Linked DNA regions of Mus musculus: all the other regions are linked to region 7. Evidence: chromatin contacts called from public ChIA-PET, HiChIP or PLAC-seq and promoter capture Hi-C data. All regions are on one chromosome and are shown on one strand. Each heading gives the region's core, a stretch centred on a gene start, on an enhancer-like site or on the middle of the called end of the contact. The rest is flanking DNA. Distances are from core to core; before and after follow the strand shown. Region 1 holds the start of Eif2b5 (eukaryotic translation initiation factor 2B, subunit 5 epsilon). Region 2 holds the start of Ece2 (endothelin converting enzyme 2). Region 3 holds the start of Dvl3 (dishevelled segment polarity protein 3). Region 4 holds the start of Tra2b (transformer 2 beta). Region 5 holds the start of Abcc5 (ATP-binding cassette, sub-family C (CFTR/MRP), member 5). Region 6 holds the start of Eif4g1 (eukaryotic translation initiation factor 4, gamma 1). Region 7 holds the start of Vps8 (VPS8 CORVET complex subunit).

The links. Promoter capture Hi-C pulls out the DNA fragments that hold promoters and counts their contacts. ChIA-PET counts read pairs in DNA pulled down with a chosen protein or histone mark. HiChIP or PLAC-seq counts read pairs in DNA pulled down with a chosen protein or histone mark.
Region 1: a promoter capture Hi-C map of liver shows a contact between it and region 7, with 5 times the contacts expected there. The contact joins the promoter of Eif2b5 here to the promoter of Vps8 in region 7. A contact is called at or near these places in 4 of 39 promoter capture datasets (hippocampal neurons, liver and pre-B cells) and 1 of 115 datasets of contacts at active chromatin or transcription factors (bone marrow-derived macrophages).
Region 2: a contact with region 7 is called in a promoter capture Hi-C map of liver, with 2.8 times the contacts expected there. The contact joins the promoter of Ece2 here to the promoter of Vps8 in region 7. A contact is called at or near these places in 5 of 39 promoter capture datasets (the 3T3-L1 cell line, hippocampal neurons, liver and 1 more), 1 of 484 Hi-C or Micro-C datasets (cortical neurons) and 2 of 115 datasets of contacts at active chromatin or transcription factors (pancreatic cancer cells and stem cell-derived neural progenitor cells).
Region 3: a contact with region 7 is called in a promoter capture Hi-C map of 3T3-L1-derived adipocytes, with 4 times the contacts expected there. The contact joins the promoter of Dvl3 here to the promoter of Vps8 in region 7. A contact is called at or near these places in 3 of 39 promoter capture datasets (3T3-L1-derived adipocytes, liver and pre-B cells).
Region 4: an RNA polymerase II ChIA-PET map of memory CD8 T cells shows a contact between it and region 7, with 7 read pairs. The contact joins the promoter of Tra2b here to the promoter of Vps8 in region 7. A contact is called at or near these places in 2 of 39 promoter capture datasets (liver and pre-B cells), 2 of 115 datasets of contacts at active chromatin or transcription factors (effector CD8 T cells and memory CD8 T cells) and 1 of 9 other capture datasets (macrophages).
Region 5: a contact with region 7 is called in a promoter capture Hi-C map of hippocampal neurons, with 3 times the contacts expected there. The contact joins the promoter of Abcc5 here to the promoter of Vps8 in region 7. A contact is called at or near these places in 3 of 39 promoter capture datasets (hippocampal neurons, liver and pre-B cells) and 1 of 115 datasets of contacts at active chromatin or transcription factors (astrocytes).
Region 6: a contact with region 7 is called in a FOXA1 HiChIP or PLAC-seq map of pancreatic cancer cells. The contact joins the promoter of Eif4g1 here to the promoter of Vps8 in region 7. A contact is called at or near these places in 11 of 39 promoter capture datasets (the 3T3-L1 cell line, 3T3-L1-derived adipocytes, cranial neural crest and 8 more), 3 of 115 datasets of contacts at active chromatin or transcription factors (embryonic forebrain, extraembryonic endoderm stem cells and pancreatic cancer cells) and 2 of 9 other capture datasets (adipose tissue and pancreatic islet).

What each region holds. Positions count from the first base shown.
Region 1 is chr16:20,497,490-20,500,189 of GRCm38.p6, forward strand. It overlaps Eif2b5 (eukaryotic translation initiation factor 2B, subunit 5 epsilon), which reads left to right and starts at 1,328. Exons shown (of 16, transcript NM_172265.2): 1 at 1,328-1,607; 2 at 2,696-2,700. The coding sequence starts at 1,425.
Region 2 is chr16:20,628,428-20,631,127 of GRCm38.p6, forward strand. It overlaps Ece2 (endothelin converting enzyme 2), which reads left to right and starts at 1,424. Exons shown (of 19, transcript NM_139293.2): 1 at 1,424-1,620; 2 at 1,925-2,011; 3 at 2,354-2,483; 4 at 2,670-2,700. The coding sequence starts at 1,582. It overlaps Eef1akmt4-ece2 (Eef1akmt4-Ece2 readthrough), which reads left to right. Exons shown (of 20, transcript NM_177941.1): 3 at 1,925-2,011; 4 at 2,354-2,483; 5 at 2,670-2,700.
Region 3 is chr16:20,515,571-20,518,270 of GRCm38.p6, forward strand. Dvl3 (dishevelled segment polarity protein 3) reads left to right here and starts at 1,416. Exons shown (of 15, transcript NM_007889.3): 1 at 1,416-1,785. The coding sequence starts at 1,625. Gm16618 (predicted gene, 16618) reads right to left here and starts at 2,210. Exons shown (of 3, transcript NR_167658.1): 1 at 2,069-2,210.
Region 4 is chr16:22,264,572-22,267,271 of GRCm38.p6, forward strand. It overlaps Tra2b (transformer 2 beta), which reads right to left and starts at 1,434. Exons shown (of 9, transcript NM_009186.5): 1 at 1,170-1,434. The coding sequence starts at 1,205.
Region 5 is chr16:20,425,133-20,427,832 of GRCm38.p6, forward strand. It overlaps Abcc5 (ATP-binding cassette, sub-family C (CFTR/MRP), member 5), which reads right to left and starts at 1,262. Exons shown (of 30, transcript NM_013790.2): 1 at 1,116-1,262.
Region 6 is chr16:20,671,345-20,674,044 of GRCm38.p6, forward strand. It overlaps Eif4g1 (eukaryotic translation initiation factor 4, gamma 1), which reads left to right and starts at 1,383. Exons shown (of 33, transcript NM_145941.3): 1 at 1,383-1,532; 2 at 2,524-2,617. The coding sequence starts at 2,558.
Region 7 is chr16:21,421,762-21,424,461 of GRCm38.p6, forward strand. It overlaps Vps8 (VPS8 CORVET complex subunit), which reads left to right and starts at 1,357. Exons shown (of 47, transcript NM_001285893.1): 1 at 1,357-1,464.

The DNA of each region.
Region 1 (2,700 bases), core at 78-2,577, 920 kb before region 7:
GCTCCACTTCAGTCTAGCCTGAAAAGCTTGCTACTACGCCCCAGTCCTACCCAGTTTACTCCTGCTCTTAGATCCAGCCTCATCTGGGATAACGCTTGTGGAACTGAAAGACCCACAACGTGAGGACTCCCCCACGTTCTGACTCAGGAGAGGCGACACCCCAAAATCACCAACGAGAAACGGTCTTGCTGCAAATTGCAAGAGGATTTTTATTCAAGAGCGCTCTCGGGCCCACGGTCATACACCACGCAGGGGTAGAGGACTGTGGCGCCCCGAGTAGCTGGATAAGGGGGTATTTAAAGGAAGGAACCACAACTCAAGGAGGTGGGAAGGGCGTTGTTGGAAAATACCAAAAATACCAGTTAAGAGTCACAAGGAAGTACAGAGTCACAGGTGTCACAAGGAATACCTGGTAATTGTTAACTCTCAAGACAGTTTCTAAGAGCCCCTAACGATAGCACATTTGCATTGCAGGTTCCAGCAATGGTCAGAGTGGGTCAGGGTGACTTTCTTTGAATTAACACTCTTTGAACCCAGGAAGCCGGTGGGTGGAGGAATGTCGCTATCTGTTTTATGATTAGCATACCTTGGAGCACTGAGTTTACTACTCTTTCAGAACCATGGGAGTCAGATGAGCTCCAGCAGCAGTTTTTCCACTCACTAGTTGGGCGTGCTCCCTTGGTTCCGATTTGAGGGTTTAAGAAATGCCTGTCGCTCTAGGTCGTATTTCTGGCAAGGGGGGAGGGAGCACCCATAATAGGTGTGTGTTCAGTAAAAATCTACAGCCTGCCTCCATGTCCAGTATTTGTGCAGATCGTGGTTTCCCTCCCAAAGATGCCAGATCCCCTTAGATTACTAGACTGCAAGTGGGGAGCTTCATTTTATATTTAGATTTATGTGGATGAGTGTTTTCCACAGGCATCCAGTGCCCGGTCGAAAGTGTGTCGGACACCCTGGAATTGCAATTGTGAATAGTTGCTTGCTACCACGTGAGCGCCAGGCGCAGAACGTGGATCCTCTGCAAGAGCAGTAAGTGCTCTTAACTGTTGAGTGATCTCTCCAATCCCTGAGAACTACAAATTTTATCCTACTCTGGGCAGAGGAGCTGTAGGCTCCTGCCCAGCGATCACAAGCCTATCCAGCTCGCTGCCTTCTTAGCTTGTCCAATCCAACAGCACTCACTGACTAAGTAGACAACGGTGGGATCTCACCCCTCTGGGGTGCATACACCTCCCAGTAGCACCTACTGCGGTCAGCCACGCCCTGGTCTTGCACGGGGTGGGTGGGGTCTGCTGGTACACACATGCGCATTCCTTCCTCTTTCTCTCCCTGCAACTACACCTTCGCGTTTTGACTGTGAGTCCTTTTTGTCCCCTACTGCGTGCCGTGTGACTTCCCGGCGGACGTGCTGGCTGCGAAGCAAGATGGCAGCCACTGCGGCGGTGCCTGGCGCTGCGGCCGGCCGAGCGAGCAAACGCGGCGGCGGCGGCTCGGGCGGCGGGGGAACCCAAGGTGCGGAGGAGGAGCCGCCGCCGCCCCTCCAGGCAGTTCTAGTGGCCGATAGCTTCAACCGCCGCTTCTTCCCCATCTCCAAGGACCAGCCTCGGGTGAGCACCCGGCTCGCGAGCAGTCTGCCGGCCTCGAGGGTAGCGGGGCCGCAGGTTGCCACTGCAGCTGGTTAGTGAAGCGTGCTCTGGAAGTTACCCTCAAGTTGAGCTTATCTGGTTAGGAAAAGGTGGAGAGACCGACTGAAACCTCGGAGGCTGTCCGATCAGATGAGTAACTAGCACACATGGATTCTCGCAGGGCTATACACCCAGCCTTGGGAAGGATGGAGAGGGCTGTGTGTAGAATCAATGCTTGAAAGAAGGCTTCCCCGGGGGATTTAGTAGCACAAGAGGGGCCTCCACTGTCTTTAACCTTGCAGGACATGGGCAATTTAAAGAAATTGCTTTAGATAAAGGCAATGGTAATATATTCCTAAAGGAAAAAAGGCTAGCTCTCAGCAGGCTGTTTTCCTCCCATCTGCTGAAAGGGGACCCCAGTGGGTTGCCATCAGTCTAGGAATTACCTAGACATAGGAAATAGGCATTGCGCTTGCAGACTACTGGGTCGCTCAGCAATCCATAGTTCATTCAAATAGGGATTTGCCTTTGACTTAAGAATTCCTAATAGCCGGGCGTGGTGGCGCACGCCTTTAATCCCAGCACTCGGGAGGCAGAGGCAGGCGGATTTCTGAGTTCGAGGCCAGCCTGGTCTACAAAGTGAGGTCCAGGACAGCCAGGACTATACAGAGAAACCCTGTCTCAAAAAACCACAAAAAAAAAAAAAAAAAAAAAAGAATTCCTAAGGCTAACGACTGTTCATTTTTGACAAGTGTTTGAATGATTTCTGTGACTCTTAGTGGCAATAGAACAATAGAAGGAAATTCTATGAAGAAGACCTTAGTGCTTAGAGTTCTAGAGCTATGACTTAGGGCCAACATTTGTCCTTAATGCCAGCACTGGGCTCCTAGAACATGTTTGTGTCTGATACCATGCCTACTAGGCTCAAATTCCAGAGCCTTAGACTGACCCTTAGAGCCTGTTTGCTTTAGAATAAAAGGATAAAGTCGATTATAGTGTCTGCAAACCAAAGTATACCAAAGTATAATCCTGACTTGAAGATCTCAGACTTTTTCTTTCCTGCCCTATAGGTCCT
Region 2 (2,700 bases), core at 174-2,673, 790 kb before region 7:
GAGCTAGATACCTTTTTTTTTTTTTTTTGCTGTTGTTTGTTTTGAGACAGGGTTTCTCTGTGTACCCTTGGGTCCTCTGAAACTCACTTTGTAGGCCAGGCTGGCCTTGAACTCAGAGATCCAACTGCCTCTGCCTCCCCAGTGCTAGAATTAAAGGAGTGTGCCACCACTGCCTAAATACTACTCTTATTTCCATTTTACAGATGGGGAAACTGAGTCTAAACCCAGAATTGTTCATCCTAACAGTGACACTGTGCTCTGTCTTGTTTGAGAACATGCAATTTGGGGATGGAACAGTTCCTAAGAAAGCAGTCTAGCACTTCTCAGCCAAATCCATTCATCTTGCATCGTTTCTCAGTCTCAAGAATAGCCCACGCTAGCACCACTTGCAATAAGATGTCTGAGAACTTAGGTGTGAATCAATAAATGAGTATCCATTGCCACTCACTACTTAAGGCTGCCTCAGATCACGGTTTGGTATTCTCCTGGTTAGGGAGAGGAAGAGGAGGCAATGCTTTGGTGTCCCCGTTCCCTCCGCAGCACTGTAAAAAACATGAGGCACTCCTTGGCGCAACAGACTGTAACACTCGCCTGCCTGTTTAAGGAATGACAATATGGAAGGCAGATGGTGATGCATGGATACCACACTGTTGCGTTTCAGTTAAATATTGCTTGGTGATTTTTTTTTTCCCTCTTGTAAACCTCCCAAATAAAATCGCTTGCCTTCCTGAGTTGGAAGTGTTAGCATGTCTTTTCTTTAAATATCTGTGCATGGCTGTTTTTTTCCCTGCCAATTTGTCACCATCTGTAACCCTCCCTTTATGAGATGATCCGATGACGGCAATTATCTTGGAGAGTGAAAGTGCCATCTTGAAGCAATGTGTAAGAGCGGCATTAGTGTGAGCTGTGTGTATAGTGCATGCTGCCGTAACACTTGGTATGTGCTTGTGTGTATCCCCAATGACAGTGGGCTTTTCTGTATATACATTGTGAAAATTCAGAATAGTTGCTTTAGAGTTTCTTTGTGCTTGGAGCCTTGTGCTGTTGTAGATATCCTATGGACACCTGTATAGAGGTGAACTGCCTGTGGTTTCCTGCTGTAAAAAAAAAAAAAAAAAAAAAAGACCCTGCAGACATTCTGCTAGGTAAAGGGGTTCCTCTCTGGGACATAACTCCTCTATGGTGTTTAAAAGTATTGAAGGCCTGAAATTTGGAAAGTCCGGGTTAAAAAAAAAAATTAGCAATGATTGGGCCTCAACCAAATGGAAGCAAATTATGGGTGGCTTGCCTGAGGGGCTCTCAGGCTTGATGGAGAGCAGCGGTTGCGCGGAACGTGGTCTGGGCGCGGATGCTGGCGGGGAGCCGCGCGCGCTCCGCCCCTCCCCCTCGCTCCCACCCCCGGGCGCGCCGCTGGGTCGGGGAGACCTGAGAAAGCCGGGCCGCCGCGGCCAAGCCAGGGGCTGCAGCAGTGACTGTGATGGAGGGCAGCGGCGGGGTTCAGCGGGTGGCCTGGGCCGTAGTTCCTGGGCGGGTCAACCTCGCCCAGCCCTAAGGCGCGGCCCGGCCTTGCTCCACTCCACCATGAACGTCGCGCTGCACGAGTTGGGTGGCGGAGGCAGTGTGAGTGATGGCCCTGGACTCCAGGGGAGAGGACCCGGGTGGAGAGGGCACAAAGTGTGGAGGGGCGGGTGTGAGTGAACTGGCAGCGTCTGGCTGGGACCCCGGCTTGCCTCGGTGATGGCGCTTCTTCTGCGGGTTGGAGAGGGATGGTGTCAGAGGGGACCCTAGTCTGAGAGTCTGACACCCGGGGAAGGTCCCTCTGTGCATGAAAGGAGGAAGCCGGTCCAGCGAGGGACACCCGAGCAGGGCCTTGGGCAGAAGGCCTAGCTGCCCAACCTCAGTTGGTGCTCCGAACTGTTTGCAGATGGTGGAGTACAAACGTGCTAAGCTTCGGGATGAAGAATCACCAGAGATTACAGTTGAAGGCAGGGCCACCCGGGACTCACTGGAGGTGGGCAAAGGGGTTCCCCTTTTCTCATCAGGCCTCACCTTTGGCATGATGCCTGCCTGCAGTAACCATGTGGCTGTTCTAGTGGGTCGCTTGTCCTGGTTTCCACTCCATCTCTGGCCTCTGCGCCAGGACTGTAGTGAGGCATTTCAAAGCCATGACGTTGCACAAAACAGGCTCCACCTGCCTCTTTGCTTTTGGGCCCGAAGTTAACCCCCACTCGCTATTTGCTCCATCACTCTGGAAACTGGCTGTACCTTCTTCATATCTTTATTTTCTGGGAGGACTTCTGCGATATTGGGTCCTTGCGATGCAACTCAATTGCGCCTGTCCTGTGTTCCCCAGGTGGGATTCCAGAAGAGGACAAGACAACTGTTTGGTTCACACACACAGTTGGAGCTGGTCTTGGCAGGCCTCATTCTAGTGTTGGCTGCCCTTCTTTTGGGCTGCCTCGTGGCTCTGTGGGTCCACAGAGGTAGGTGGGTTCACACCTGTTGGCAGCCCTCACAGCTAAGGGGGGCCAAAACCTGAAAGTCCTCTCAATATTTTTCTTTTTGGGGCTAGCCTTTCCAACTTCCTGCTGTCATCGGCTTCTCAAAAGGTTTTGCTTCTTCCACCCCGATTGATAGTCTCCTGCCTTCTGCCATGTCTCTTGCCACAGACCCAGCCCATAGCACCTGCGTCACAGAAGC
Region 3 (2,700 bases), core at 166-2,665, 910 kb before region 7:
AGAAGAGGGCATTAGATCCCATTACAGATGGTTGTTAGCCACCATGTGGTTGCTGGGAATTGAACTCAGGACCTCTGGAAGAGGTCTTAACCACTTAGTTCTCTCTCCAGCTCCTGTGACTCTAATTCCAAGAGACTGACACCCTCTCCTGGTCATCTCAGATACCTATAATCTGTGCAGGGGGTAAAAACAAACCTTGAAAAGTTTTAATGCATTTTATTTATGCACAGACATTATTTGGAGAAAAAGATTAAATGAAGGATATAAACTGAAAACATGTAACTGCTACTGAATGCTTTCTGCTTATAATAAAAAAATTGGTTATGATGTAATGAGAAAAAGTCTAGAGAGGTATATAGATGTCAGATTATTAAGGGCCTTGTGTGTCATGTTGAGGGTATATGAAAGTCATATTGGGTAATGTGAAGAGGTTTCTGGGCAGAAGAGGTGACTGAAATGCAGGCATGTAATCAGAGAGAGAACTCAGAAGCTTGAGGCAGGAGAATTGTCAGGAGTTTCAAAGCCACACCTGACATACATTGTTACAGCTGAGAAGCTGAACCACCAACTGACTATAGGTAGTTTTGACATCTACTGTCCCAATCATACAGGGTTTCTCTGTTTAGCCCTGGCTGTTCTGGAACTTGCTCTGTAGACTGGCTGGCCTCCAACTCAGAGATTTGCCTACCTATCCAGTGTTTGGACTAAAGTAATGTTCCACCACACCTGGCTGCTTGCATTCTTTCTTAACTCAAATTTTTTCTTTTCTCTTTCTTTTGTCCTTTTTTTCCTCTTCTTTTCCTTTCTTTCTTTCTTTCTTTTTCTTCTCTGTATTTCTCCCTCTCTCTAAGAGAGGAGTTCCCTCCATAGTCCTGCTGTCCTGAAGCTCTCTGTAGGCCAGGCTGGCTTAAACTCACTGAAAGACACCTGCCTCTCTCTCCTGAGTGCTGGAATTAAAGGTAAGCGCTACCACACCCACTCAGTCCATTTCTCAAACTACTTGTTCATAGAGACGCTGAGATTATAGGGATAAAAACTTGAACTTGCTCAGCCCTCAAGGAACTCAGTACGGTCCGGTGGCAGCAACTGTGCTGTCAGCAGAATCCAAAAATCCGAGTTGAAGCCACCCGGCATCCAGGGATCCAGTTAGGTCTTCAAATCCATTCTCTTCTGCAGTCGGTGACACTTCTCTTCCATCCCTCCCCTCCTGCCCGGGACCCTGCACACGGTTCCGCCAGTCCCACCGGGCTGAGACTTCCAGGTCCAGCTGCCTGAACCCGGAGCACAGGGGACCCAGCGCCGCCCTGTGGGTGGGCGGGCAGTCGGCCGCAAGCAGCCAGCGCGGCTCGGAGGCGGGGCGGGGCCGCACTGGGCTCGGCCCAGAGCCGGGAGGGCCCAGGCCACCGGAAGAGTCGCGATCGCCAGCGGAGCGCCGGGAGTGGGGAGCGGAAGCGGTGGCGGGCGGCGCTGGGACCCGGGAGCGGCCGGAGAACAAGGGAGCTGGCGGCCCGGCCGGCGGCTGAGTGGGGCTGAGCAGCGGGCCGCGCCGAGCGCCGAGCTCTGCCGGAGAGGCCCGGCCCCGCTGCCCAAGCAGGCCGCGCGCCGCGGGGCCGAGGCCGGAGCCATGGGCGAGACCAAGATCATCTACCACCTGGACGGCCAGGAGACGCCGTACCTGGTGAAGCTGCCCCTGCCCGCCGAGCGCGTCACCTTGGCGGACTTTAAGGGCGTTCTGCAGCGGCCCAGCTATAAGTTCTTCTTCAAGTCTATGGACGACGATTTTGGGTGAGGATGGCCCCCGCCCCGCCTCCCGGGAGCCCGGGTCGCTCCGCTGCTAGGGGCCAACACAGCCAGTTCCGACTCCCCTGACTGCACTGGTTTCTAGCCCCGCTTCCAGCAAGGGAGCGACTCGGTGACTTGGGACACACTTGACTTTGAGGGACTCCCAGTCACCTCTTGGAGGCCTTGCCCCCCTGGTCCAGCGAGACGTCCCTCCCTAAGCAATCGGTTCCTACCATTCAAGCCCCCTCACCTCCCCACGGTCCAGCGGCCCCCCCCAGAGACATACATCCTTTCCACTCCAGTCCAAAGCCAGAATTCTCAGTCCTTCCAGGTGCCACCATTTAAGCATAAAGTTGGAGTATATTGACACCCGGCCTGCCTTCCCGGTCTTCTGAGCTCTGCAACTCAGAGCCTTATTTGGAGTGTGCTGTATCTAGGGCTGTAGCTGGTGGGACTTTGAACTGGAGAAGGAGGCGTTGGGGGCTGTTCTACCAGGCTGGATGATGGACCTGATGTTTGTCAAGCAGATTCCCCTCTCCCCTGGGCCGATGGGGTGTTGCCTGACTCAGAGGAGTTCTCACTAGCCAGGTGCTGGGGCCTTTTCTTTCCTGATGGTAGTCCCAGCAGAGATGTTGCATAGGGCTTCAGAGCCTGGATGGGAAGACTAGGAAGGGCCTATTGATGTTCTCTCTTGTCTTCCCCTCCCTACCCTGCTGCAGGGCTTTTGATGGGCAGTTTGGAAGCTGGGACTGCCCCTTTAAGAGAGGTTGGAATGTTGGAGCCTGAGGGTTTTGTAGCAGCTGGCCTGAGAGGGGGGTGGAGGGGGAAGACACACACACACACACACACACACACACACACACACACCCCTCTCCAAGGGGCTGAGGCTTGCCTACATTAACTGGACGGTCGGCCTAG
Region 4 (2,700 bases), core at 184-2,683, 840 kb after region 7:
ACATCCGTTCAAATTACTCTTTTTGGGTTCAAGTTCACCATGGAAGTCCAAGAATGCTCTCTACCAAACCGTCAAAGGCCTTTTAGAGTTTACTAACCAAAAAAATAAACTGTGAACTAGTGGTTAAGTGTTCCTGTGAACTTTTTGCGAAAATAAAAACGTTAGTACAGGAAGGGCAAAACAGCCATTCTTATGATGCTTGTAAGCCGTTTCCAAACTGCAATTACCTGTTCACTGAGCCCTGGACTTCCGCATCTTCACGTGACAGTTTTTAATCTAAACTCTACAGCCACGCCACATGCGCCTCATTTGTTCAGCTTTGGGGCTGGGTCTAGTCCAGGCCCATTGTATACAATCTAATCAACCTCTACCGATTTTCACCCTCTGGGAGGTGGAAGCTTAAAAATAAAATCCCGTCGACTTCAGAGTTTAATAGCGCCATCAATTGTCGCCAATGGTTTCTCCTTCCCAAGTCCCCCCAGGGGTAGGGAGGCTCTATACAACAACGCCTAACGACCTTGCGTTCTATTCCAGTAAGCTCTCAACAATGGGAGAAACGCTGTAGCACAAAGCCCTCCAACTAACGGGGCCCCCAATCCCCCTCAGCCGTTTCCGTCTCCAGATGCTCCAAGAGCCCCCTACAGCTAGCTGTCCCTTACCGGGACCAGGAGGCCCTCCATCAACCGAAAAGCATCAGTCAGTCCCCATAGGCTCCCGGCCACACGTGGCTTTTCTCCGCTTCACCCTTGGACCCCGGGTGGCGAGGCGGCAAAGCCTGGCTGCAGGGAGCGGCGGCTCCGCCATTTTGTGCCTCTGGCAGCGCGCCCGGCCCGCGAGCCCAAGATGGCTGCGGCGCGGCTTCGCAGGAGAGCAACGGCGAAAGAAGATACCGTTCCCATCCCCCAACGCCGACGGACGCCGCGGCCATCTTTAGCCTCCCCCCGCCCCGTAACGGGGGGAAAGGAAAAAAAAAAAAAACGGTCGTGGCGGGTGCGAGGCACACAGCCCGCCCGCGGCCTCCCTCCGACGAGAAGCGCCGGCCACCAGGCCCTCCGGCGCCCCGGCTCCCTCCGCACGTCAGGCTCCCGACACCCGGCTGCACCGGGCCGAGAGGCCTAGAAGAAGTAGCAGGGTGGGGACCGCGGCCGCCCGCGCAACTCCGCGCTTACCCGCTCGCCGTAGTTCTGCTCGCCGCTGTCGCTCATGACTCCGGGTCGCTGTCACCGCTACGGGCCTTTCCTGAAGCTGTCAAGCTCCCGCCTTCCTTACAGAGGCTCCGCCGCAGCCTAGCGCGACGCCACACTTTTGCGAGGAGCTCGAAGCCGACACGCTCCGCACCACCTCCGCACCGGTCTAACACTGCCGGATGTGACGCCACGCTCTTTAACCTGGTCCCACCCACTCCCCCGAAGGCGCGCTTTCCTGGCCCCTCCCACTTCGACGCGCCTTCCAACCGCTTTCTCCTGCAGGGGCGCTTCCCAAACCGGACGTGACGTCTACCTTACCGCCCTGCCCCTCCCCTCCCCTAGTACCCGGCCACAGCGTGGCGGGAAAGTGTGCGCCTGCCTTTGGGCGTCTGTTGTGGTCTCCTCGGGACACCGTGATGTCCGTAGCCTTGCCACACTCGTTTCTGGAACCTTCTAGAGAACCGTCCTGGGTGGAAGAAGAGAAGAGATGGTTGTACATTCCTCCATGCCTTTGTTCTGTCTCACTAGTTTCCTCTCCTTTTGTTCTCTCATGATCTAGGAGAGAACACAGCCACACACTGGATTCTCACCTCCCGTTTATTTAGACTTAATTCTAGAGCTTTCCTTCCTAAATAAAACCTCCATTTAAAACTCTCGCAATTTAAACCGGGCATTAATGGTGCATGCCTTTAATCCCAGCACTAAAGAGGCAGAGACAAGCAGATCCCTGAGTTTGGGGACAGCTTGGTCTACACGGAGAAACCCTAGCTCAAAGCAAACAAACAAATTGAGGTTTGAGACAAAGCCTCATTGTGTTGCCTGGGTTGACCTTGAACCCACCGTGTATGTTATATAGCCTAGGCTGATGTTAGGAATGTATTAACCCTTCTGGGTCAGCCTCCCAAATCCTGGGATTATAGTTATGAACTATCAATCCTATGGCCTGGTGTGGTAATACACGCCTTTAAGGCGGATCTCTGTGAGTTCCAGGTAAGCCGAATATACAAAGCGAGTTCCAGGACAGTCAGGATTACACAGAGAAACCTGGTCTCATTCCCCACCCTGACTCCCACCTGGGGAAATGGAAAGGAAAGAAAGAAATGGAGAAAGGAAAGCCAGGCAGGGTGGTGCACACTTGTAATCCTTGTAATCGCAGCATGAGAGGTGAGCCCAAGGACAGTTAGCTGTTTAAGGCCAACCTGGGCTACATGAGCGGGCCCCCTTCAAAAAGTGACACAAAACAGAAAATAATTCAAGAGAAACGGGCCTGTAGTAATGGATTTCTGTTTGGGAGAAGCCGCCTGCCCTCTAGCCTCTAAGGATAGCATGAAAGAACACTGAAGATATCTATAGAAAACCATGCCAAATGAGTTCTTGAGATGAATACCATTTTGACAGTCTTCTTGTTTGGTTTGGTTTGGTTTTTTTTTTTTTTTTTTTTTTTTTGGTTTTTCGAGATAGGATTTCTCTGTGTAGCCCTGGCTGTCCTGGAACTCACTCTGTAGACCAGGCT
Region 5 (2,700 bases), core at 12-2,511, 1.0 Mb before region 7:
ATCAGGACTAGGAAAACCTGGCATATTTTGGTTTAAGCCAGCACTATAAAGGGAGAAAGAAGAATAAACAAAGTGGGGACTCTCACATTAGTACCCCGACTCAAAACTGACAGGGTTGGGGGCCACCTGGTTTTGCTCTAAAATTCTCTTTCCAGTGAAGAGGGGTGGATGTGACGATTCTGCAGGGGGGAGGGGCATTGTGTAGGCCTGGAGAACTGTAACTAACCAGGTTGGTGTTTCCAAGTTCTGTTATCGCAACATCTCTCAGGTTTTAGGCGCCTCAGGAAGCTCCTTCAGGCCCTGCAGCTACTGGAAGCTACTGGAAGCTACAAGGAAGCTGAACCACTTATCACGCCCCCCCCACCTCTCCCCCAGGGCCCACCTGTGCCTCCAAGCTCCCTCACCTGTCACTTACTCCAGAGACCCCAGTAAAACCCATCCATTTCTCCCTTCGGAACTCAAGACTTCCCCGGTCATTCCTGTGCCCACCTGCATCGAGACTCCCACATCTGTACGAAAACACCAAATCCAGGTGTTATAAACACAAAGCCACTAGCTCCTTTGCGTGTCAGCACCGAAAAGGACACTGGTGACAGAAGATCTAGGCTCCCATCTCTACCTCGGCTTCGCTGTGTGTGCTGATGCCACGTACCTCCACATACCAGTAGCAAAACAAACAAACAAAAAACAAAACAAAACATAGATAATGACTTACGTAGTAAGTGGCTGACAGCCTCCAGTCCCGGAGGGAGGTTGGGGCTTCTCTCTGGACAGCTCCGCCACCCGGCCCTAGGGCGTTCCCATGCCAGCCCCGGGCCTGCGAGCACAGGCTCCACGACCCACCCACAGCGAACGCAGCTCCCCCTGGTGGCCGCGCGGAGAGTGGAGCCGGCCGTGACCACCCATCAAACCTCCCCTCCTGCCTTCTAACATCTAGACCTCCGCACAGCCCGCGAGGTCGCCAACAAGCCGGGGACCGCGCGAGATCGGAACGAGACAGGCCCCGTTTCTCCCGTCCGAGGCTTCCCACCGCCCACCCCGCCTTGGAGAGCCCAAAGAAGTGAGCCCGTGACAGCCTCCGACACTGCATGAAAAAGGCGTGAACCGTCACCTACCTGCACCCCAGCCTCCCCACACGAGAGCAAACAGCCCGGGCACGCTCGCGAACATCGGACCCTGAGCAAAACAAGCCTTTATAGCGGCATAGTCCCCCACAACGCGCAAGCGCGATGCACAAAGCTTGCGCAAGACCGAAGGGAATCGTAGTCCCTCATCCGGCAGCCCCCAGCGCCGCACACCGCAAAAGACTACGTTTCCCAGAAGCACCGCTGGTGCCCGGGATGGGGTGCAGGCTGCTCACAGTACCCGCGCGCATCTCGTGCTGCCCCATCCTTCCCCGGTTTCTGATGCCCAGTCTGGAACCTTCTCTGCCTTAGTCACGGGGGCTGGGCAGGCGGGTCGGGGTAGCCGGTGGCGCTGTATTCTCTGACAGCCAGAGGTTCAAAGTCAGGAACTTCCAAATCTATGCGGCGGTTCCACGTGCCAGAAAACATCGTGAAGGTCATCATAGCCTGCTTCTGTCCAGCCCCAACTCTTAGCTGTGGTGTCACTTAATGGGTGCATGAGTCCTCCACGTTCTGCATGAATGGTACCTTTGGATCTTTTCTCTTACCCATCTATCTCAGCTTCTTGACTTCTAAGTAGTGAAATGCCAGAATCGCAATTTCCAAAGTGACAAGGGATGTCAAAATGATATACTAACTAATCAATCTATTTTTATAAATAAATGTAAAGCTCCCGAGGCATTAGTCGTTTTATTTTTTCTATTTTATCTATTTTAGTATCATAATATAAAGACTACTCTATTGCATGCCTCCCAACCTTTAAACTACCCGGGGCTTGTTTATGGTTACCCATTTAAGGGATTTAAAAAGAAAGTAAACTGGATTGTCCATCATACAACTACCTAGTTAGCTACTGTGAACACTAATGTCATAAAGCTGGACTTATTGACAGGATGTATATTTGACACACAGAAAGCTCAGGAAGATAGGCAGTGTTCAGAGCTGGGCTTTCAGGAAGTTGGATCATGAAGACTCTGAGTTAATGAACGGTTTAATATTGACTGATTGTTCCATGTCACTATTAGAAGCTAGTAGAATATGAGGACTTGGAGGCTTGTTAAAGGAAGTTGGTCCCTGGAAGTATACCTTTGAGAGATGTGTGTTACCCCTTCCTGTCATGATGTTCAGCCTTGTGCCGAGCACACACTAACAAAACCAGTTCACCATGGATAAAAACCTGAGCCAAAATAAGTATTTTCTCCTTTAAGTTCATGTTTTCTCCGGTATTTGTCATATTGTCATAATAACAAAAAGCTGATTATGTTTCACTATTTTAAAATTAAGATATATATTGTTGGGGTCAAGGAGTCGCCAGACAAACCACCAAACACTGATCTCAGGCAGACAGGGATAGTTTATGGAGCGTATGTCCTGGGACTGACTGATCAGGGTCAAAGACCAGACTCAGGAGCTGACTGCAACCTCGAGCCAGAATCTACAGAGCTTTTTAAGTCTGAAATCCACAAACATCTGTGTCAAGTTCTTCCACCAATCAGGATTTAGGGATAAGGACTTCCTCTGGAGCAGGTCTTTGTTGTACACGTATCCTGTTCCCATTGGTTGGGGGATCAACTTG
Region 6 (2,700 bases), core at 133-2,632, 750 kb before region 7:
TTGCTTTCTTGGTAGCACAGTGATGAAGTTTACATTATTGCCCCCCTCACTTAGGTCACCAATTCTGTGATATAATGCATGCTAGGAGGTAGCATGTGAGAGGGAGAAAGGCCAGTGGGAAAGGCTCTGCTACCTAACTAAATGCTCAAATGCTCAGTTCAATAGAGTACAACTCTTTTTTTTTTTTTTTGGTTTTTCCAGACAGGGTTTTTCTGTAGCCCTGGCTCTCCTGGAACTCACTCTGTAGACCAGGCTAGCCTCAAACTCAGAAATCCACCTGCCTCTACCTCCCAAGTGATGGGATTAAAGGCGTGCACCACCACAGCCTGGCTATTTTTTTTGTTTTTCGAGACAGGGTTTCTCTGTGTAACCCTAGCTGTCCTGAATTAGCTCTCTACACTAGTCTAGCCCTTAATTCACAGAGATTCTCCTGCCTATGCCCCTGGAGTACTAGGATTAAAGGTGTGGACTACCACCACCCAGTTCAAATTTTCCTATTTTTAAAATTTAAATATTTACGTGTATGAATGTTTTGTTTTCATATGTCTGTGCACTACATGCATATGTGGTGCCTTTAGAGGGCAAAAGAGGGCAGAATTCTAACGAATCAGAGTTACACACAGACATGAACTGCCTTATGGGTTATGGGAAGTAAACCCAGATCCTCTTGAAGAGCAGGCAATAAAGAGCAACCAGTGCGCCAACCATTGAACCATCTCAGAAATCTTCAAGATGTGGTCTCTCTGTAACTCTGGCCGTCCTGGAGCTTGCTTTGTAGATCAGGCTGGCCTTGAACTCAGAGATCTACCTGCCTATCTTTCTGGAATGCTGAGATTAAAGGCGTGGCTCGCCACTGCCTGGTGACATTTCCCTACTTTAAAGCTTATGGTAACTGATTCCCTGCCTTAGCCAGTCAGCACACGTACAGCTTTGGGATTCCTTTTTCCATTATTCCAAAGTTTTCATGTTGACTTTTGCGTTTCCCTAGGAGCAACTGATTTTTTTAAAAAAACAAAAGTAAAATTGCTTCTTTAGATTGCGGCAGTTTCTTTGGTGCAATATTGAATTTCCTTTGTTAATAGGTCTATCAAAGATCAAATCTATAGCATTTTCAGAGGCTGCATAATTTGCACACTACACTTACTAGGGCAGGACTGCTTTTTAGATTCCGCACTCTGAGCTCCAGGCCGGCACTTCACTTAGCACTCACGCGCTCAATAAATGCTTGCGCAAAGTATGAATGAACTAAAGAACCGCCAGAGCCTCAGAGGGGGTCGGCCTGGGAGTTCCAAAGTTCGGGAGGGGACACGGGGGCGGGCAGTGGGTGTCACGTGATGGGGCGGAGCAAATCCCATGTGCTTCCCCGGCGCCAGCGCAGCTCCGCCCTCTGCGCCGGTCACGTGGGGCGCTGGCTGCGCCTGCGGAGAAGCGGTGGCCGCCGAGCGGGATCTGTGCGGGGAGCCGGAAATGGTTGTGGACTACGTCTGTGCGGCTGCGTGGGGCTCGGCCGCGCGGACTGAAGGAGACTGAAGGTAAAGCCGCCATGTCCGGGCCCGACCCGGCCCCCCACCCCTCCCCCCGCATCCGCCGCCATCCGGGCCGGGGCCCGCCACCCTGCGCCGACGCCCCGGCGCCCCGGCTCCGAGCCTGCGCCCAGGCCCTACTCGCCAGGCCGATCCCCGGCCCACGTGTGCCGGGCCGGGCCCGGGTGGGGGTGGGGAGCAGGGCCCGGGCGGGGAGGGCGCTGGGGTGGCGGCGAGACAGTCACCTCCGCCCGGCCTGGGCCGCGGCCCGGCGCAGGCTGTGCGGCGCAAACCCGCCACCCCCTCCCCCTGCGGGGCCCGGGCGGCCGCCGGGAAGTGACACGTTGTTCTTTGGCACTGGCCGCGTTGCGCAGAGCTGGGAGGCGGCGGCGGCGGGCAGGGAGGAGCCCCCAGCCCCGCCCGGCGGCCGACCCTCGCCTGCCCCGAGCCGGCTTTCGCGGCGGTCGCCGCCCGCCCTGCTGGTGCGGCCGGACTCGCGCCCTTCCTGGCTTGTGTTCCCGGGCGGCCTCAGGCCTCTCCGGCCCCGCGCGAGTGCCCCGCGGCAGGCTTCGAACCCGGTGTCCCCGGGTGGGGGGTGGGGATATCACGGCCGGAGCAGCCGGCTTCATTTGTGATCCGGGAGCCTGGTGCCAGCAAGACCTGGAATTTCCGGTCTGGTTGGTCTTGGGCCCCGTGGAGCCAGGTTGATACCCCTCACCTCCCAACCCCAGGCCTTCGGATGCCCAGAACCTGTAGGCCGCACTGTGGACTTATTCTTAACCGAGGGGGTGAGTGAGGGGGCTGTTTGAGCAGGCAAGGGTGGGGTCAGGGTGTTGCAGTGTGCTGGTGGGGTCCTCAGGCTGTATGTTTTCTGTTTCTGCATTCACTTGGCACCTCCCTTAATCCGTGTTGGCCCTAGCTCTTGATACAACCTTTCCCCCAGCCCGTTTGCCATAAGCTTGGGTCCTTTCCTCGTTCCGAGCTCTGCTCTTTCCAACAGGTGCTGGGGGGACCCTAATGTGGCACCAAATGAAATGAACAAAGCTCCCCAGCCCACAGGCCCCCCACCCGCCAGGTCCCCTGGACTCCCACAGGTAATCAAGGCTAAATGATCAGGACTCCGGCGGGGTGGAGGTCACGCAGCTCCCAGTTTTCCCACCCCCATCTGTGTCAGGGC
Region 7 (2,700 bases), core at 107-2,606:
ATGTCAATTAACAATCTTCCCATTTTTCATGTCCTATAGCCCCATTCCCCAATGTGTCAGCTGAATTCCGTTCTTCCCAGAACTTTAACAATTCTCTGTCACTCAGGGCTCAGGGTTCTGGTGTCACCATTCTGTCTAACCTACTTTAGACGGGTCTCTCTCTCTCTCTCTCTCTCTCTCTCTCTCTCTCTCTCTCTCTCTCTCTCTTTCTCTGTGTGTGTGTGTCTCATACACACACACTCACACACACAGAGTCATGGCTGAAATGTGTTTCTGTGAGTGATTATTAAAGATGTTTGGAAGCCACTGCCTGTACCCTAGCCACATCAGGCTAGCAACTTGTCCCTAAACTCACCTTGGCTTGTAACTAATCCCACTGTTCCCTCAGTTAGGCAGTCTCTCTGGCTCCTGCCTACAGAAGTCTCCTCACTCCCTGCTCCCCCCCCTTTTTTTTAGCTAAGGTGTTGATTATTTTCCTTCATCCGTGACCCTAAAAATGACAGCCCTATAGTTTCTTTATGTCACTGTGATCAGCTGGCCTTTACTGACAGTCCTAATGTACTTACAGGACAGACCTACAGTGAGCCTGGTTGATACTCAATGTAACTCCTCCTGAGGTATCTTCCCACACTCTCCCTCCTCATTTCTCCCTCACAGACAAGTCCAACAACTATGTTATCTGCCTCCTTGGGTTAATGATACCATATAGTGGCAATTGTAAACGCCAAACTATCCTGAAATAGCTTTTTCCAGTAGCATATTAGGGAAAAAAAAGATGCCTTCTCTATTTAATAATGTGACCCACTCTATTATTTTTTGATGGAACAATGACAACTAAAAATGATAATTTGGAAAAGAAGTTTTCAGTATCCATCCTTATTTGCAAAAACAATGTTTCCCCTTCCCCCCAAAATTACCCACCAAAACCCAGCAATTCTGTGTTCACCTTTCAAAAGAAAACGAATTAGTGGACACTACCAAATCCAACGAAACGAATTCCATATCCACTCCTAACCCTGCACTGTGTATCCATCCATCCATTTATCTATTTGTCGAATCTGAGACAGGTCTGTGTCGGTATCCCAGACTAGTTTGAACTCAATATGCTCCTTCTGCCTCAGGCTCCTGCGCGCCTGATGGCTGGACGATCCTTGACACCTCGTTTTGGGGTGAGTTTATGGAAGTTCAGGTGAGCTGATTGAAAGGGACGTTCCTTTTAATCTGAGGACCTCTATTTGCTAGACTCCTCCGGCTCAGATGCCAGGGCTCCTTGAGCGTCCCTGGAGGCCGGACAGAGTCTCCCTTTAAGGAGGGCGTGACGCAGAGGCTCGCACCGCCCAGTGCAGGGCGTCTCTGGGGAAGAGAGCGGAAGCGCGCCCGCCAGCTGCCGAGACTGCGCGTGCGTGGGCTGGCCTCCGCGGGGTCACGTGTGCTGGGGTCCCGTCAAGGCAGACGCCGGCTCAGGTAACACGTATTCCGAACGGGTGGGGCGGGGCGGCGGGTGCGGGCCGGCGCGGCAGGGGTGCGCAGACGGAGCTGCGCCCCAGTGGCTCCCGCAGACCCTGTGGCCACCGCGGGCTGGCTCAGGAGTCTGACTTCGCACTAGGTTAGCAGTTTCCACCCGGGTCCGGCCGCCTGCGGGGATACCGGACTGGCGCGCTCACGCCCGGACTGCGGCCGGGAGGTGGGTGCTGTCCCTCCCACGCCCGCCGCACGGCGTGGAGGTTCTCACCCGGTCCGACTGACGTGCAGCCCGTGCTGCCGCTTCCTCCTCGCCTCCTGCCAGGTGTGCCCCAATCCGAGGGCCGCAAGGTGGGGGGCACCCCTGTGCCTTGGCTTGTTGTCTAGGTGTGGCACTCGGGGGACAGAGGCACGCGGCAATCCAGAGTTTGGGTGTACTAAGTGGACATGTTTCAATGGAAGGATTGTACTGGCTTATCCGGAGTAGCTGCTGGAGCCTTCTCATAAGTAGGCGGGGCTCTATTTGCCAGAATGCTTGTTACTGTACTGCCCACTCTACTGGACACCCCACCCCCTAACCCCCCCCAAAAAGCCCAAGTAACGTAAGCACAGATGTTGGCTAGTGCCGCTAACTCTGTTCCAGGTGTCTCTGTTTGGGAGAAAATTGCACATCGTTGTGTGTGGGTTTATGTTACACTTCTGTGTTTGAAGTGCTTCCAATATAGATTGAGGATGGGGGAACCCACATGTGTTTAAGTCATGGGTTTGCTCACGTTGACATCTAAGCAGAAAAGTATTGACTCCTCTAGCACTAGCTGACCTGGTCTGTAGAATACACAATAAAGATAAATGGAGCAGTTTTGTTTGAACTGTTGAGCCTTGTATGCGGGAAGTGACTGAGTTATGTGAGAAAATTCTTTACAGACCTCTAACAGAATAAGGTGCTGATTTTTTTTTCTTTATATGTTTCTTTTGTAATTGGACTGTTGGCAGTCGTTGAGTGCATTCTGTCTTCCAGAATTTGGGGGTTTCTTAGTGACTCTTAGTGTTATCCCCACTAGTCCATAAACATTTTAGCCATTGGGATAGGAGAAGTAAGGCCCTAGAGCTGGAGTTACGAGCTGTTGTGAGCTACCCCGTGTTGGTGCTGGGAACCAAACTCTGGCCCTATATAAGAGCAGTATACCTTTTTAATCGCTGAGCCATCTCTCCCACCCCTCTATTTTGAGACAGGACCTA